6 separate regions of the Mus musculus genome follow, and all the other regions are linked to region 5. A link is a contact called in public HiChIP or PLAC-seq and promoter capture Hi-C data. All regions are on one chromosome and are shown on one strand. Each heading gives the region's core, a stretch centred on a gene start, on an enhancer-like site or on the middle of the called end of the contact. The rest is flanking DNA. Distances are from core to core; before and after follow the strand shown.

What was found. Promoter capture Hi-C pulls out the DNA fragments that hold promoters and counts their contacts. HiChIP or PLAC-seq counts read pairs in DNA pulled down with a chosen protein or histone mark.
Region 1: a promoter capture Hi-C map of liver shows a contact between it and region 5, with 2.8 times the contacts expected there. The contact joins the promoter of Tap1 here to the promoter of Stk19 in region 5. A contact is called at or near these places in 5 of 39 promoter capture datasets (cranial neural crest, hippocampal neurons, liver and 1 more), 3 of 115 datasets of contacts at active chromatin or transcription factors (bone marrow-derived macrophages, effector CD8 T cells and large pre-B cells) and 2 of 9 other capture datasets (adipose tissue and liver).
Region 2: a promoter capture Hi-C map of neural stem cells shows a contact between it and region 5. The contact joins the promoter of H2-Ab1 here to the promoter of Stk19 in region 5. A contact is called at or near these places in 2 of 39 promoter capture datasets (cranial neural crest and neural stem cells), 1 of 115 datasets of contacts at active chromatin or transcription factors (embryonic forebrain) and 1 of 9 other capture datasets (pancreatic islet).
Region 3: a contact with region 5 is called in an H3K27ac HiChIP or PLAC-seq map of microglia, with 4 times the contacts expected there. The contact joins the promoter of H2-Ob here to the promoter of Stk19 in region 5. A contact is called at or near these places in 1 of 484 Hi-C or Micro-C datasets (B cells), 2 of 115 datasets of contacts at active chromatin or transcription factors (embryonic forebrain and microglia) and 2 of 9 other capture datasets (adipose tissue and embryonic stem cells).
Region 4: a promoter capture Hi-C map of liver shows a contact between it and region 5, with 3 times the contacts expected there. The contact joins the promoter of B3galt4 here to the promoter of Stk19 in region 5. A contact is called at or near these places in 9 of 39 promoter capture datasets (cranial neural crest, embryonic stem cells, erythroid cells and 4 more), 3 of 484 Hi-C or Micro-C datasets (cerebellum and cortical neurons), 10 of 115 datasets of contacts at active chromatin or transcription factors (astrocytes, bone marrow-derived macrophages, cardiomyocytes and 5 more) and 4 of 9 other capture datasets (adipose tissue, embryonic stem cells, liver and 1 more).
Region 6: a FOXA1 HiChIP or PLAC-seq map of pancreatic cancer cells shows a contact between it and region 5. The contact joins the promoter of Vars2 here to the promoter of Stk19 in region 5. A contact is called at or near these places in 1 of 484 Hi-C or Micro-C datasets (CD4 T cells) and 1 of 115 datasets of contacts at active chromatin or transcription factors (pancreatic cancer cells).

Annotation. Positions count from the first base shown.
Region 1 is chr17:34,186,150-34,188,849 of GRCm38.p6, reverse strand. Tap1 (transporter 1, ATP-binding cassette, sub-family B (MDR/TAP)) reads right to left here and starts at 1,294. Exons shown (of 11, transcript NM_013683.2): 1 at 445-1,294. The coding sequence starts at 970. Psmb9 (proteasome (prosome, macropain) subunit, beta type 9 (large multifunctional peptidase 2)) reads left to right here and starts at 1,520. Exons shown (of 6, transcript NM_013585.2): 1 at 1,520-1,600. The coding sequence starts at 1,541.
Region 2 is chr17:34,261,916-34,264,615 of GRCm38.p6, reverse strand. It overlaps H2-Ab1 (histocompatibility 2, class II antigen A, beta 1), which reads right to left and starts at 1,389. Exons shown (of 6, transcript NM_207105.3): 1 at 1,211-1,389. The coding sequence starts at 1,304.
Region 3 is chr17:34,237,526-34,240,225 of GRCm38.p6, reverse strand. H2-Ob (histocompatibility 2, O region beta locus) reads right to left here and starts at 1,321. Exons shown (of 6, transcript NM_010389.3): 1 at 1,164-1,321. The coding sequence starts at 1,254.
Region 4 is chr17:33,950,218-33,952,917 of GRCm38.p6, reverse strand. B3galt4 (UDP-Gal:betaGlcNAc beta 1,3-galactosyltransferase, polypeptide 4) reads left to right here and starts at 1,430. Exons shown (of 1, transcript NM_019420.2): 1 at 1,430-2,700. The coding sequence starts at 1,656. Rps18 (ribosomal protein S18) reads left to right here. Exons shown (of 5, transcript NM_011296.3): 3 at 327-515; 4 at 606-697; 5 at 800-920. The coding sequence ends at 875.
Region 5 is chr17:34,835,516-34,838,215 of GRCm38.p6, reverse strand. Stk19 (serine/threonine kinase 19) reads left to right here and starts at 1,313. Exons shown (of 7, transcript NM_019442.3): 1 at 1,313-1,439; 2 at 1,650-1,786. The coding sequence starts at 1,340. It overlaps Dxo (decapping exoribonuclease), which reads right to left and starts at 1,197. Exons shown (of 7, transcript NM_001163770.1): 1 at 1,000-1,197; 2 at 462-823; 3 at 80-315. The coding sequence starts at 817.
Region 6 is chr17:35,666,163-35,668,862 of GRCm38.p6, reverse strand. Vars2 (valyl-tRNA synthetase 2, mitochondrial) reads left to right here and starts at 1,271. Exons shown (of 29, transcript NM_175137.4): 1 at 1,271-1,790; 2 at 1,938-2,019; 3 at 2,108-2,208; 4 at 2,611-2,700. The coding sequence starts at 1,590. It overlaps Gtf2h4 (general transcription factor II H, polypeptide 4), which reads left to right. Exons shown (of 14, transcript NM_010364.4): 12 at 206-253; 13 at 357-435; 14 at 861-1,135. The coding sequence ends at 1,033.

The DNA.
Region 1 (2,700 bases), core at 45-2,544, 650 kb after region 5:
AGAGGGGAAGGGGGAGGGGAGGGGAGGGGAGGGGAGGGGAGGGGAGGGGAGGGGAGGGGAGGGGAGGGGAGGGGAGGGGAGGGGAGGGGAGGGGAGGGCAGGGGAGGGGAGAGGAGAGGAGAGGAGAGGAGAGGAGAGGAGAGGAGAGGAGAGGAGAGGAGAGGAGAGGAGAGGAGAGGAGAGGAGAGAGAAGAGGAGAGGAGAAGATGGCGGTGTGGAAAGAAACCTTCACATTTGGGCTATGATGTGAAGTTCTGCTCCCAGAAGACCCTGTCCCCAACGCCCTTGTCTGGACCCCTTCTCGGGCCTGGGTCCTTCTCTTTCCGCCTAAGTTGCCTCCTTAGTGTCTCTGACGCTTCCCGGGACTACTTTACTCTCCCTTTCTGCCTGGAATGCCCATTGCCCTGTCCCCTGTGGCCTGCTCTTTCACCCAGTCTCCCTTACCAAGGCAAGAGAGAATCAAGAGAACCAGAACCAGGTAGAGACGTCTCTTCTTAGGGCCCAGGAAGCCCAGCATCCGACACAGCATGTCTCCAGCGTCCCTGTTGCCGCTGGGCGCCCAGAGGCTCCCCAACTTGTGCCACAGGGCGGCTGCGGGCAATGCTGCCACATAACTGATAGCGAAGGCATCTGGACGACTGTTCCAGTACAGTAATCCAGCGCTGTCACCCTCCCGGAGTGTTCCCCAGGCGGCCAGCTCTCGGAACAAGGCAAGTCCAGGCAGGGCCAAACTCAGTGCGGCCACCAGCGGCTGCAAAGCAGCCAGCCAGCCATGGGCTCCTGCGGTGACCCCGAGGACCCCGCGGACCCCTAGTCCTAGGATGGCCCAGCGACTCAGGCCCACCACCCAGACCCGGAGCAGCGGCACCTCGGGAACCAACAGGGAGAAGATTCCCGGGAGCATGGGCCGCAGCAGCAGCCAGTCCACCAGAAGGAGCAGGGCGGCCGCCAGCCAGACGTGCGCAGCCATCGAGCGTGAGCTGTCCAGAGTCTGGTCCTAGCCTGGGACTCTCGACGTCCGCGCTGCACAGGAGTCTCCGTGGGGAAGGAAGAAGGGCGGGTCCGAGGGCGTGCGCGTAAAGTCCCGGGAACCCGCTCGAGCTGGTGGAGCTGACTAGAAGTGCTGGCGTTTAGAGGAAGAAGAAACCGAAAGCCGACCTCGAATCACTAGACACGCCTCCTTCTGAGACTGGCTTGCTCAGGCTGTTCTGGAAGCTGCCGCTGAAGCTGTAGTTGGAGTTCTGCCTAGCAGCCCTGGCCTGTCGTGTTCTTCTCCATGAATCTCATTCTCCTCTTCTTCCCCAGCCCCCTTAACTTGCTTGCGTGAATTTTCCCATCCCAGGCCCCACCCCAGATTGAGGGCAGGACCCTCTGTCGTCACCTGTCTCTGGGCAGATTTGCCCTGCTCAGGTTTGCTCTGGGCGCCAAATGCTGGTAGAACGGCACGCCCCTTGCGCGATGATGGGGCGGGGCCTCAGTCTGCAAGTTGCCTGCACCGCGCGCAGCCGCTGATTGGAAAGCCGAGCCCCGCTCTGCTGAGATGCTGCGGGCAGGAGCACCTACCGCCGGCTCGTTCCGGACGGAAGAAGTCCACACCGGGGTAATGGGTCTCGGGGTGAGAGTCAGCGGGTGGAGTGATCAGGGACCCCTAAAGCTCTGGAAGTAAACCAAGAGACTTAGGAAGCTTGTAGCGCCCAGCGCTTGCGCTCCACAGTGAACGTAGGGTATCCCTGCTCAGAAGTGTGGTGTCCAGGGGTCTGTGGAGGGATCCGCATGCGAAGCTGGTGAGAAGGTGCGTTCTTTGGCTTGAGCTGGAAGCGTCTAAGGGAAGTTGCTCCAAAGCGCTTTCGCTTTCACTCTAGACTGCGCAGTTGGGGTTACTGGCTAAATCAAGTGAGGGGCTTGGGGACCCCTGCAAAAGAGGTGCTGAGGTGTCCTGGATGAAGCACCTGAGAGAAGGTAATATGGAGGCTCACTGAAAAGGACCTACCTACACATCATACAGATCTTTGCTTAACCTAGCCCCAGACAGCCCCCACCCTGAGTGAGGACAAGCTCTCTGGCGCCAGGATTGAGGGGGAGATGGGGATGATCGGTGGTCCTCCTTGTTCCAGGTGCTGCCCTGCAGCACACTCCACCCCACCCTGTCCCAACACCGTCATTCCCATGCTTGCCTGAGAACTTTGCCCAGACCTAGGAGCTGGGAAGATGGCAGCTGGTTTCTGCTCTCTAAAAGCCACCAACCACAGTGTTAACATGGTGTGGAGGAACAAAGTGGACATTTCTGGCCTTTTACTTGTGCTCAGAAAGCACACTCGCGGGCAGGGTCCCCGGAGATCAGAACGACATGGAGTGGACAGAAAGGTTGGAAAAAGTCTCCCTCGCTGCCACGGAGCTGTGGGACTTAGAAATCAAATCAATCAAGGGTTCAGAGTGAGACCTGAGTCAACTTGGGAAGCTCATTCGTCTCCATAAGTCAGTTTTCTCAGTGCACCCAAGGGTCTCCTAAGGTGCCTTTTAACCTAGAAGGTGTGGGGGAAGTAGATGTGTCTACCCTCCTTCACTTATCCGTAATTCTTTCCTTGACCTGGAAAAACTCTGCTATCCAGAAGTCCTTTCCCCTGGCTGCAGAGACTTCGCTTAAGTGAAATTTGTGCCCTACCTGAAGGATCCTTGCTGCTTCTGTGTCTCGACTCCTGG
Region 2 (2,700 bases), core at 140-2,639, 570 kb after region 5:
TCTTCGCCGCCCCCGCCCGTGAGGACCCCGCTTCGGCGGAGCACCGGGCGACGGTTCGACCCGGGGTAAGGAAGAGGAAGGGAGGGATGGGGCGACCGGGCTCGTCCTCACAAGAATACGCCTCAGGAAACGCAAACGGTACTTGGTACATTTGAAAAAAAAAATAATAATAAAACTAAGGGACACCAAAAGTTGGGTGGTAGAGGGGGGGGGATGGGCCTGGGTAGAGTTGGAAGAGGGAGTAAATATGACCAAAACTGTACGAAATTCTCAGCGAACTAATAAAACTAGGATACAAAAAATAAATAAAATATTTGCCAGTTTCTGCTACCCCACCCCCACCCTGTGGGACTCTCTCCTGTGTGCAAAAGGCCCTGACCCCCTAGGGGGCACTCGTTCTCAGGAGAGCCCCGACTACAAAACCAACAAATGGGAATCCAGGCAACCTCTGAGAACTGCCTGCTTGCACGGTCACTCCAGGCATCTTAAGGGTAACTGCGAGACTGAAGACACCTCTATGGCTTAGGGGACTGGGGCTTTATTTACTCTCTGGTCTCCGAACGAACTAGGACACCTCCGCTCACCCCAGGGTATGTATCACATATGTCCCTTCTGGGCCTAGTGTTTTCTTGGAAATTCAATTTACTAACTCAGTGTTTGAGTTCTGGATTCCATTTGACCAAAAAAATTAGGTTTCTTGGTCACTGGCTTCTCTCTGAGTTAGACGCCTAGAGTTCGCTCTCTTAAACCTCCACTCCACATGAGGAGTTGTCCGCAAACATCGGGACCACAGACCATCGCTGATCTGTTTCCCCACTTCAGAATCTGGCATTTCCTCCAGACAATGTACGGGGTGGGGGTGGGGGGCACTGGTATTGTAAGCCCTGTACGGGGGAGTGGGTGGGGGCACTGGTATTGTAAGCCCTGCTGTCTCCCCATGCACAACCCTTATCTTTGGTGGTCGATTTAAATTCTGCCGCCTCCTCCTCCTCCTCCGTTTATATGTCAGGCTCGCACCGGCGGCGGCACCATCCTAACTCAATATTAGAACACAGAAGTGAGAATGGAGTCTCACTCTCTCTTCAGAGAAAGGAAATCTATAGTAAAATCAGGATTTTGCCACCCCCTCCCACATCCCAGAGTCCCCAGGGTCCCTCAGAACACGACCCCCAGAGTGCTGGCTCTGGAGAGCCCTGCCCCCGGCACTTACTTTCGGAGTCTCCGCCCTCAGTCCCTGGGCTGCTCAGCACCATCAGCACCACCACAGCAGCCGAGAGGAGGAGGCTGGGGATCTGCAGAGCCATCTCTAAGGCACAGGTAATGGCAGTCACCAGGACTCACACCTGCTGTGCCCCCTTCAGAAAGCAAAGTTCTGTAGCCTGGAGTGATCTGAAATCCCAGAGTGTCAGGGTTGGTCCCAAGTGAGGAACCAATCAGCATTGGAGCTGAAGTCTGTCATCTGTCTCTGGGTAGACTTTGTTTACAAAGGCTCTCTATGCGCGGCATGGTCTGTTTCTTCATGAGCCCCACTGGATGAACGTTTGAGGTGACTGCTCCTCTCAGTTACAGAGTAAACTTTTCTAAACTGCAGACTGCCTGTGTTTGGGGGTTTAAAGAGAAAAGTGCGTGAAGTATAGACAACTTTGGGATAATTATTTCAAATCTACTGTTCTTACACTTGAGGTTGTAGTGGGAGAAATGAGTGTGACATGTATTAAGAGACAGAGAAATCATGTTTTGTTACATCTGACCCTCTGGGGTGCCTCAGGTGAGAAAGCAGAGTTCTTGGGGAGTCGCTGAGCCTCTTTCCAATCCTGGAATTCTCTTTGTAAAATGCAAGCCATGTTCCCTGAACTGTATTCTAGGTTTTGATAAGCTCACATGGAAGAGCAGTGTGATGTGGTTAATAATGGAAAGCATTGAGCTGTCCTGTGTACATGTTGGAAATGTCAGGTTAATGTGTGTCTCAGCCCTGCTGGCTCATGCACCTTCCCCATGCAGGAGTCTTCTACATTCACGATATTCCAATGAAAATACAGAAGTTGATCAGCCCAACGTTGCTCTTGTGGATTCTTCTGCTGTTTAAATCCTCCATAACCATGATGTCAGCTAAGGAAAACTCCACAACCTTTTAGGGCTTCCAGATCCAGCTGCCTGGAATTTCAAGGACAAAAGGCTAATGGTGTAAAATAGCAGTTTCAGGAAGGGACAGCCATAGGTTTGTCACACTGTGCCAGGCTGAATAACAGAGTCATCAACTTGTGCTTCAAATACATCTCTCCTCAGGTATACACTACTAAGTCTAATTGTCCATCAGCTGGAATGGTACCTGACAAATACCAAATGACTAAACAATAAGTCTCTTTCCCTGAAACTACAACACTATCTCTATTATTTTAGATCCTAGTTAAACAGGGGTCAGGACCTGAAAACAGAGTTGATGAAGGAAAAGGGAAAGACGTAGAGTTGGGTAACAAGACCATCCCGTGGGGGCTCCAGCAGCGCAGGTGAACTGCAGCATTCCAGGGTCCACACTGGCACCCTGATGTAGAGAACCAGAGAGGGACCGCACTGGGCTCTCACCATCAGCTCTGCTCAGGACAGACACAGATCTCCTAAGCCTAGGCAGGGAGCATGCAGGAGAAACATCAACTCAGATGTGGAAAGGGTTAGCAGACAAACATGGCCATTCAGGGACCA
Region 3 (2,700 bases), core at 72-2,571, 600 kb after region 5:
AGCTGCGACTTGAAGGATAATGAGCTGTGGGTCTGTTTATTCCTAAGCTCAGCAGTCTCCTCCAGCAGTGCTCAGCCACCCCCTGAGAATGACTTCCATGACCATCCAGGCCCCTCTGAGGGCCACTGAGTTCAGACGAGGTGCCAGCCTCCAGTCCCTCAGCATGTCTACCCTTCTCTGTTCCCTCTTTACAAGCTAAAGAGAAAGTATATGGGGTTTTCATCATCATCTAAAACTCCGTGCTGTTTTTTTTTTTCCCCATTTGTCAAATGGACGTGATAAACTCAGAGCGGTTTTTGTTCTCCGAGAAAACGGATGCCCCTCCTAGGCTTGTTCCTCTTCTGTATTTAATGAGACTGGCGTTAGAGGGGAGTCTTTTCTTAGCATATCACATCCTGTTTTCTGCTCACAAGCCTGAGTTTTCATGGTCTAGCAACGCTGGTGTTTGCATAGCCCGTCTCCCAGTGAAAAAACAAGCTGTACACAGCAACCTGAGGCCAAAGATAACTAACATACTCAACTTGTCTGAGCTCTCAACTTCACTCACACCTCAAAACTTCTCAGGACGATGCTGAACGCTAACCAGGAGCTTAATAGTTGGAGATGTGATTTCCAATTTCACCAGAAAGCCATAAAAGGAGTAGATGCTCGTAGAGAAAGCTCAGCTGCTCAGACTCCGGCTTTCAAGGTTCTAGTGTCTGATGTTGATGCACAAGGAGCCCAACAGGGGAAAATGTCTCCTTCCTCCCTCCCTCCCTCACTCCCCTCCTCACTCCCCTGGTATCTGTGTCTTGGGTGTGAGAAGACCTTTCCAGGCAGTTCTTTGTGGGTGCTGAGGAGCGCATGAGCTTCCTGGTCAGTGGGGGGGTGGGGGGGGCTCTTTTTTTTTTTTTTTGGTTTGTCAAGACAGGGTTTTTTTCTGTGTAGCCCTGGCTGTCCTGGAACTCACTCTGTAGACCAGGCTGGCCTCAAACTCAGAAATCCACCTGCCTCTGCCTCCTGAGTGCTGGGGTTAAAGACGTGTGCTACCACCACCTGGCTGGGGGGACTCTTTAAAGTCAGAGCCACTCTAGTCTGAGACTTTGGTCCACAGAGAATGGGGAGAGTTAGCCCCGTGCCAATTCCAGAAAACCACACCCAGAATCAAACCCCTCTCTTCTTACCTGGGGAGTCTCTGCCTTCAATCATGAAGGAATCCAGCCTCATGAGGTTCACCAACAGAGCCACCACCCAGGGGGCCCTCCCAGCGCCCATTCTGGAGGGGACAAAGGGGCAATGAAGAGACTGATACACCTATTTAGAATAGAGCTGTCTTCCACACAGCTGAAAAAAAAAATAGATAGGTAATTATGCAGCCTCCTTCACACTGTTAACCAATCAAGAGCGAAGACTTTGCATCATTTGTTGCTAGGCAGAACACTTTGCTAACACTGTGTGATAAAAGCCAAGAACTGGTTACCTGGAGAGTCAGTGTTGGCTGTTGAAATGTGGGAAAATGGACCAGCATCGGGAGAGAAAAGTCTACAGAGTATGAGGTCCTAGAACAAAGTAGGTTGTTTATTGTGTATTCTGCTGCCTTCACTTAGTAGGGTCCCTGAATTAGTCTGACCAACAGGTCTCCCTTCCTAGAGAGTGACTGACATTGACTGCAGAGGGTACTGAACTATGTAAATAGCTTTGTGGATTGTAGCTTAAAGGGGGTTGATGGCAGCTCGTCAGCAAAAGCAGAAGACAGGCTGTGCTGTGCCTTGTATGCCAAGCAAGGAGAGGAGGGAAGAGGAAAACAAAGACAGAAAGACAAACAGGAAGGCATAATTCTCAAAAGAATAAAATCGTGCAAATATACTCATAAAGACAGAATAGAAGGAAGCATTGGGGACCAAGTCAGTAAGATGGTGGGATGGGATTCTATAGAACACATTAGCTGGCAGAACGAGTGTAGCCTGAGCTACAGAGTGAGACCCTGGCTCAAAATGACAATAATAATAATAATAATAATAATAATAATAATAATAATAATAATAATAATAAATGACACTGTGCTGAAAATATTATGGGAAAAAGTATAAATTAATCGATTAATTGACCTCTGCTGCCTTGGTCAGGTTTCTGCTGCCGTGACGACCACCACAGCCAAAGCTACTTCACAGTAGCTTAGAAGGAGGCTGAAAGCTATTGAAGGAAAGGGCTTATTTCACCTTACAGCAGCTTATGTTCCATCACTGGGGGAGGTCAGGGCAGGAGCTCAGGGAGGAACCTCGAGGCAGGAACTGAAGCAGAAGGGAGCTGCTTACTGGCTTGCTCCACATGGCTTGCTCAGCCTGCTTTCTTAAACTGCCCAAGACTCTACCTCCCACAGTGGGCCAGGCCATTCCTCATCAATAAATAGTCAATTAAAAGAAAATGTCCTCTAGACTTGCCTAAGACAATCTGATGGGGACATTTTCTCAATTGAGGTTCCCTCTTCCCAGATGACCTAGCTTAGGTCAAGTTGACAAGCACACACACACACACACACACACACACACACACACACACACACATGCACATACACGTGCATGCATGCACAAAGTAAAATTAGCCAGTATACTTACCAAGATAATGTAATGATGTATATATTATGCATGGAATTTTATCCTATTGATATGTTTGTATACATGCATTTTAGCATCTAAGCAAGACATTGTGAGCAATGGCCAA
Region 4 (2,700 bases), core at 181-2,680, 890 kb after region 5:
TAGCTGCTCTTCCAGAGGATCCAGGTTCAATGACCCAACACTCAACAACCATTAACTCCAGTTCCAGAACATCAGCGCCTTCTGGCCTCTGGTCAGTGTGCCACAGACACACAGACATACAATGCAGGCAAACATAAGACACAAATAGACTGGGCTAGAGAGAGAATCCAGCTGTTAAAAGCTATGACTTCTTCCAGAGGCTCCCAGTGACCACATGGTGGCTCACAACCATCTGTAATGGATTCTGATACCCTCTGGTATCTCTGAAAACTCTGTACTCAGATCTTTAAAAACAAAAGTCTAATAGCCCAAACTTTTGACCTCAGGGCGTGGGGCGGAGATATGCTCATGTGGTGTTGAGGAAAGCAGACATCGACCTCACCAAGAGGGCTGGAGAACTCACGGAGGATGAGGTGGAGCGAGTGATCACCATCATGCAGAACCCACGACAGTACAAGATCCCAGACTGGTTCCTGAACAGACAGAAGGATGTGAAGGATGGGAAGTACAGCCAGGTGTGTTAGGGGACTGGTGGACACGGGTTGTCCGTTAAAACTGGGTGCAGAATCAGGAGATAAAGTTGTCTCCCCTGTCTCAAAATCTAGGTTCTGGCCAACGGTCTAGACAACAAGCTGCGTGAGGACCTGGAGAGGCTGAAGAAAATTCGAGCCCATAGAGGGCTGCGCCACTTTTGGGGGTAAGTGGGTGATGAGGCTTAAGCTGCCCACTCCCAATCAGGCTGCACAGTCCACCGGCTCGCCTCCTGCTGCTCTGTGACCTGTATCTTTTTCTTCTGCAGCCTTCGTGTCCGCGGTCAGCACACCAAGACCACTGGCCGCAGGGGCCGAACTGTGGGTGTATCCAAGAAGAAATGAGTCTCTGGGCCTTTGCTGTTAATAAATAGTTTATATACCTATGACCTCCGTCTCAGTTTGTCTTCCATCTGATAGTACTTAATGCCACAGCGATCCTGAGCTCTGGTAGTTTAATCTGGCTGCAGGTGCCTTCTGGGTACAGTGCTCTTGGTGCACTTGAACGGAAATGTCCCTCATAGGCTCCTGCTGGTGTTTGCTCCTCCCTTTCTGTTGGGTGTTCACAAGGAGACTGCCTTAGGTGCAGCAAACTGGGCGGCAACCACTGTTAAAGGTGGGGCAGCCGGTGTTGAAAACCTCCAGGGGAAGCTTGGGCAGGCTTCAATTGAGTCTCCTGCCGTAGCCGTGCTAAGCTGTTGTGAAGTGGCTACAGCTCCGCCAGATGCTGCTGCTCGGGTGAGTTAACAGCAGATGCTGGCTGCTCTAGAAAAGCAGCCTGGTATTCCGCGTGCTTTACAGTAGGGACGGACCGGGAAGGGCTGGACCTATGTGAAATGCACGCCGCTTGTCGGCTTCCGGCCTAGAGAGGCATGATGGGAAGGTGCGGGGAGGGGCGGGATGGAGCGGAGTTCCGCGTGCACGCTAGCTAGGGAAACGAAGCCTTCCGGGGCCAGCTGTGGTGGGCCAGGGCCGCATTGCACGACAGCATCTGGAGAACAGCATCTGTGATGCGCCAGAGCCCCGCGCATGGGTCACCGCGTCTCCTCAGCAGCAGCTGGTTAAAGCCGTCCTCCCACCTCCCCACGCTCTAACAGCTGTGCCCACAGGTCTCTGCGGCACGCCATGCCCCTCAGCCTCTTCCGGCGCGTCCTCCTGGCGGTCCTACTACTGGTGATCATCTGGACCCTGTTTGGACCTTCAGGCTTGGGGGAGGAGCTGCTGAGCCTGTCCCTGGCATCCCTGCTGCCGGCCCCAGCCTCGCCAGGACCGCCCCTCGCCCTGCCCCGCCTCTTGATTTCTAACTCTCATGCCTGTGGTGGCTCCGGACCCCCTCCCTTCCTGCTCATCCTGGTGTGTACGGCCCCGGAGCACCTGAACCAGAGAAACGCCATTCGGGCATCTTGGGGTGCCATCCGCGAAGCCCGGGGTTTCAGAGTGCAGACGCTCTTCCTCCTGGGAAAACCTAGAAGACAGCAGCTTGCTGACCTGTCCTCAGAGTCAGCAGCACACAGGGATATCTTGCAGGCCTCCTTCCAGGATTCCTACCGCAACCTCACCCTCAAGACCCTCAGTGGACTGAACTGGGTGAACAAATACTGTCCTATGGCCCGCTACATCCTCAAGACGGATGATGACGTGTATGTCAACGTCCCAGAGCTGGTGTCAGAGCTGATACAAAGAGGGGGGCCTTCGGAGCAATGGCAGAAGGGCAAAGAGGCCCAGGAAGAGACAACAGCTATCCATGAAGAGCACAGAGGCCAGGCAGTGCCCCTTCTGTATTTAGGCAGGGTGCACTGGAGGGTGAGACCCACTCGGACACCAGAGTCCCGGCACCATGTGTCAGAAGAACTGTGGCCGGAAAACTGGGGTCCTTTTCCACCCTATGCCTCGGGCACAGGATATGTACTGTCCATCTCTGCTGTGCAGCTCATCCTGAAGGTGGCCAGCCGGGCCCCACCTCTACCTCTAGAGGATGTCTTTGTGGGAGTAAGTGCAAGGCGAGGGGGCCTTGCCCCCACACACTGTGTCAAATTGGCTGGTGCTACCCACTACCCCTTGGATCGGTGCTGTTACGGGAAGTTCCTGCTGACATCCCACAAGGTGGATCCCTGGCAAATGCAGGAAGCTTGGAAGCTGGTGAGCGGCATGAATGGGGAGAGGACTGCAC
Region 5 (2,700 bases), core at 64-2,563:
AGAGAAGGCAGCAGCAGAGGAAGGGGATCTCGACCTCTGTGGAAGGGGAGAGGGACCGCACGGCTGCGACGACTCTCACCTGCGCACATGTACTGCTCAAATTTGTAGCCCATGTACATGAGCTCCCGGAGGAGGGGTGGCCGTGCAAGCCTCTGGGCCCGAGCAGCCGGGGTCTCCACCTCACTTAGGTACAGTGTCCCTTGGAACCGGGAGGCTGCCAGCTGCCAGCCCTCCTGCCGCTCATACGGCGTGGTCAGCAATTTTGTCAGGTGCCCTCTCCATGTCACCGTGGCCCCTGCCAGCCAGCCGGGACCCCTGGGAGGGAAGAATGCGGGGTTTATGGTCTGACTCGAGTTTTACTTCTGTTGACTCAAAGTCCCCACTAAAGACCATTTGGCTTTCCCAACTTCAGAAGAGAAAGCCGGGTCACCAGGTCAGCTTCTGCGTTGCACCGGGCTCACCCCTCCAGCTGGTTCCGGTGTTCCAGGACCCAGCGCAGCAAATGGTCCAACCTCTCTTGGACTTCCTCGTCCCGGGGCTGGTATCGGTCAGGGTATCCATCTCTGAGGTCAAAGTCCGGGCCTGGGCCGTTGATGGGAGGGGGGCTGTAGTAGCGGAGGGCTCGGGCATCTCCATGGTACTGGCGTTGTGCGTCCAGGGAGAAGCAGCCCAGTTCGGATGGACGCCGGTAGAACGGGAAGGGTCCCGAGTACAGAGAGGGCTGTGTCCGCAGTAAAGGGACTGCCCGGGGGAGTTTGTGCAAAGGCTTTTCCACCTCTGTCTTCTCCGCTTTTCTCTTAGTCCCTCTGGGTTCCATGAGGTCCTGCGAGGAAAGCGTTTCCAGTGGATAAGGAGCGAGTGAGCTTCCAGGTTTGGGCTCTGCGTGTCAGGAGCCGGGCGCCTCGTTCCCACCCACGGACCAACGAACGCGGCGAGCTTGAGGAGTTTGGGGGTTGAAGCTAAGACTTGGTTACCTCAAAGCTCCCCACCCTGACCGACCTCCACCTCCTCGAGGCTACGGCGTCAGGGCCGCACGTCAGAAGCCGGAGAAGGATGCAAACACGGAGTTGCTGTTTCTGATGACGCTCTCATCCGCCCTCAGCGTCGGAGTGGGCGAGGTCCGTCTGCACCGGAGCGGGAACCCAGGCGGGCCACTCGCGCCTCGGCGCGCCCCAGTGAGCGCTCTGGTCGGGAGCCAATCAGCAGCGGTGCGGGCGACGGAAGTGAGGCTGCCTTCGTCATCAAACTCAGACGACCAGCCAGAGGGCCCGTCGTCATTATTCTGTGCCGGAAGACGCGGTCTTCGGGACTCCTTTCCCGGAATCCTGAAATCCGGGTTATGAATCGCAAGAGACGGCTCCTGGCGTCTGAGGCTTTTGGGGTGAAGCGGAGGCGGGCGCCGGGGCCCGTGAGAGCGGATCCTTTAAGAACAAGAGCAGGTAACCATGGCAACCTGGGCGCGGAAAGCCCGAGGGTATCCACCCTTGGAGGAGGGGGGGGAGGAGGAGGAGGAGGAGGAGGACCTAGGGTAGTAACCATGGCAACCCAGGCGCTGGGCAGCGACTCTGAGGGCTGGGGCGTCCGAACCTCCGCGCTGTCTCCACCCTCGCTCTCCACCCGGACCTGACCACGCGCTTGCTCCACCACAGGCTCGGCGCGCGAGGCCATCGAGGAGCTCGTGAAGCTGTTTCCCCGGGGGCTGTTCGAGGATGCGCTGCCGCCCATCGCGCTGAGGAGCCAAGTGTACAGTCTGGTGCCAGACCGGACGGTGGCCGACCTACAACTGGTGAGCACCTTGGAGACCTTTGGCGTGTCCCCCCCCCACCAGCCCCGGCCCTCCGACCCGCAGCCTCGAGGGCACTCGCCAAGTCCCTGTCGCTCAGACACTCAGTCGTCCGTCAGCAGGCGTTAGGCCAAGGCAAATGCAGAGCAAATCCCAGGGGTTTGGAACTGCAGGCAGATGTCACATCTGACAGGTGATGGCTGTTAGAGAAGGTTAGTGAGCGCGGACAAAGGTGTACTGAAGGTCACCGGTGAGAGAGATTGACTGAAGGAGAGAGATGAGTCTAGTGTTAATTCCCAGATTTCCCAAGTGATCAGTTAGTGATTAGGGGATTGACTAGAGGAGGGAGGCACCGAGTAGCTGCTTGCCTGATGTGCGTACACTGAGTTGCAGATTATAGATGTATGAGACAGTGGGCTATGACGCTGCAGATCATTCTAGGCTGTGGTGCACAAGGCATAGGGGCTAAATGAGATACTTAGGGAGACTAGAGGAGTGATGTAACCTCGTGGCCAAGTTTAGAAGGCGATTGAAAGCCAGGGCCATGTCTCTTCACACAAAAAAAATCCACAGTGGGCAGATTTCAGTCTCTGTTTTATAGGAACTCTCAGACCTCTGCCTGAGTTGAAGGTCAGAACACTGTGAACGGCTCTCTGCTGCTACATACCTCTCTGGGCTCCTTTTAACTAGGGCAGTTCCTCCTTAGAGGCTGTCACAGATCCTTCTTGCTTAGCTTTGTCCTTATATTGTTACAGAGTTTCTGACCTTGATTCCTGCAGGTGACTTCTGACCTCCTCCTCAGGCCATGGCCCCTGTGCTTCCTTTTCTATAACTGTTTTTTTTTTTTTCTTTAAACAAAAAGCTTTCAGAGTTGCACAAGTTTTGTTTTAAGACAAGGTCTTAATTTGTAGCCCAGA
Region 6 (2,700 bases), core at 22-2,521, 830 kb before region 5:
CAGATGACTTTCTACATTCTTCTTTTTTAAAGTTTTATTATACATAAGTACGCACCAGAAGAGAGCGTCAGATCTCATTACAGTGGTTGTGAACCACCATGTGGTTGCTGGGATTTGAACTCGGGATCTTCTGAAGAGCTGTCAGTGCTCTTACCCACTGAGCCATCTCGCCAGCCCGATTTTCTACATTCTTGTGTTTTCCTAGATAATCCATTTCCTAAGGACAAGGGCACATCCAGTGATGCTCAAACAGGTATGACTGGGTACCAAGACTCAGGGGGGCTGGCAGCCTGGGCACCTAGCCGCGAGAGGATGGATGAGAAGCCAGGTCCTATAGCCTCACCCTTGTCCTGCAGAATCCTGTGCTGCCCCCCACCATAACAGACCAGATTCGGCTGTGGGAGCTGGAAAGGGACAGACTCCGGTTCACTGAAGGTGAGTGGCTTCCGCTGACCTAATCTCAATCATTGGCTAAAGAGGTAAGGCCAGCAATTTCACGCAAAAGTTTTGTGCATTTCGTATTTGTTTCTCAAAAGGGAAGGAGAGGAAGACTGATCTTTTATTTTGGTATATTAGTAGCAGGAAATATGTCCCAAATCAGTGCAGTTTGAATTAAGCTAGGTGAGGGGATAAGAGGCAGGGTAATTCAGTCTTCTCTTTAGGTGGGTTTGCGTGGCTTTTCTTGTGGATTCTGCTGTCTTTTCGAGTGTCTGGATGCCACAGGTGTTAAAGTTGAACAGTCGACTATCCGTAGAGAATTAGTCCTAAGAACTGTGGCCTGCAGCCCCTGCCTGCATGCTGCTTGGAGGGGCAGAGACCACTGCAGCCCCTCACCTCCTGCCTGTCCCACCCGACCCCAGGCGTCCTGTATAACCAGTTCCTGTCGCAAGTGGACTTTGAACTGCTGCTGGCCCACGCGCGGGAGCTGGGCGTGCTTGTGTTCGAGAACTCGGCCAAGCGGCTGATGGTGGTGACGCCGGCAGGGCACAGCGACGTCAAGCGCTTCTGGAAGCGGCAGAAGCACAGCTCCTGAGCCGGCCAGGTCCAGCCCCGGGCGGGCAGCTTTCCAACTCAGATGTATTTTGTTTACACACCGGGATATTTCTTGTTTAATAAAATTATGGAAAAAAATCTACGCGGCTTCAGACGTCTGCCGGCGTTTCCCTACCCAACGCAGTGATACCCGCTTCTAGCCAGAAAGCCGGAGGAGCGAGAGTCTTTTACGCATGCGCCTGCGTGTCCCCGCCCACGCATGCGCGCGCACCTCGCCATGCACCTATCGGCTCTGAGTTCGCCGGGACGTTCGAGTTAGAGGCGCATGGCCGAGGTTGCGGGGGTGGGGGTGGTCCCAGGCTTCCGAACCCCAACCTTCGTGTCCGCGTCAGTGCCCGGTGACGGGCAGAGCTCCCGCCTTCTCTGGACGCCCTGGTTTCAGTGATTCCAGAGTGCTGTCCACACCGTGCGCTCCGCCCCTAGGCGGAAGGACGTAGAGTGAGAGAGGGTCCTGCGGATGGGAGTGAAGGGTTGCGACCTCCTGCATCCCATGGCCTCGTAGTGAGCAGACCTCCATCCCTTCCCAAACACTCCCGATGCCTCATTTGCCTCTGGCCTCTTTCCGGCCACCGCTCTGGGGGCTGAGGCCCTCATGGGGTCTTTCCAGGCCCCAGGCACTTTGTACACAGCCGGAGCCCCACGGCTCCCCTGTCTCTCGGAGGAACCGTGAAGCCAAACAGAAGCGCCTGCGCGAGAAACAGGCGGCCCTGGAGGCTGGGCTAGCTGAGAAGAGCAAGGTCAGGGGTCAGTCCTTGGGTCTCCCAAGACTTGGGAAGGGGCTGAAAGAGACTGGCGCAGGGATCCAGATGACTGTGGTGTATTGGGGATTGCAGCCTCCACCCCCACTCCGCAACACACACACACACCCTGTTTCCTCCCTGCAGATACCTGCAGTGCCCACTAAGGCCTGGAGTCACAAGGAGGTAGTATTGTATGAAATCCCCACCGGGCCAGGTGAAAAGAAAGGTAAAGTGTAGGGTGTGTTTTGCGATGTTGTTGCTCTTTGGTCTGCTAACATGCAGTTCAGTAGTGGATCTCTGTTCTGCTTCCACAGATGTTTCTGGGCCCCTGCCTCCTGCTTACAGTCCCCAGTATGTTGAAGCGGCCTGGTACCAGTGGTGGGTGCGAGAGGGCTTCTTCAAACCAGAGTATCAGGTCAGTGCGCGGCAGAGGGCTTCTATGAGGTCCTTAAGACAGAGTGAGTGGCCCTTGAACTTGGTGGGCACAGGCTAACTTCACAGTTGATGTTTATTTCTTTCGGCCCCTGGTTTTCTTTTTGCCTCCCCCGTGTTGGATTTCAATAATAATAATAATAATAATAATAATAATAATAAATTTGAGACACTGTTTCTCCACGTAGTCCTGGCCGTCCTGGAACTCTGTAGACGAGGCTGGCCTCAAACTCAGAGATCTGCCTTCCTCTGCCTTTTCACACGTGTGCCACTACACCTGGCCTTCTTGAAGTTCTTTTTGCCCCAAGGCACCAGAGGGTGCTGTTCCCCTAGGCAACAGCAACAACTAGTTCTCCCTCGCCTCTGACTTCCTCATTCCTTCCAGGCAAGGCTGCCCCAAGCTACAGGGGAGACCTTTTCCATGTGTATCCCACCTCCCAATGTCACCGGCTCCCTGCACATTGGCCATGCACTC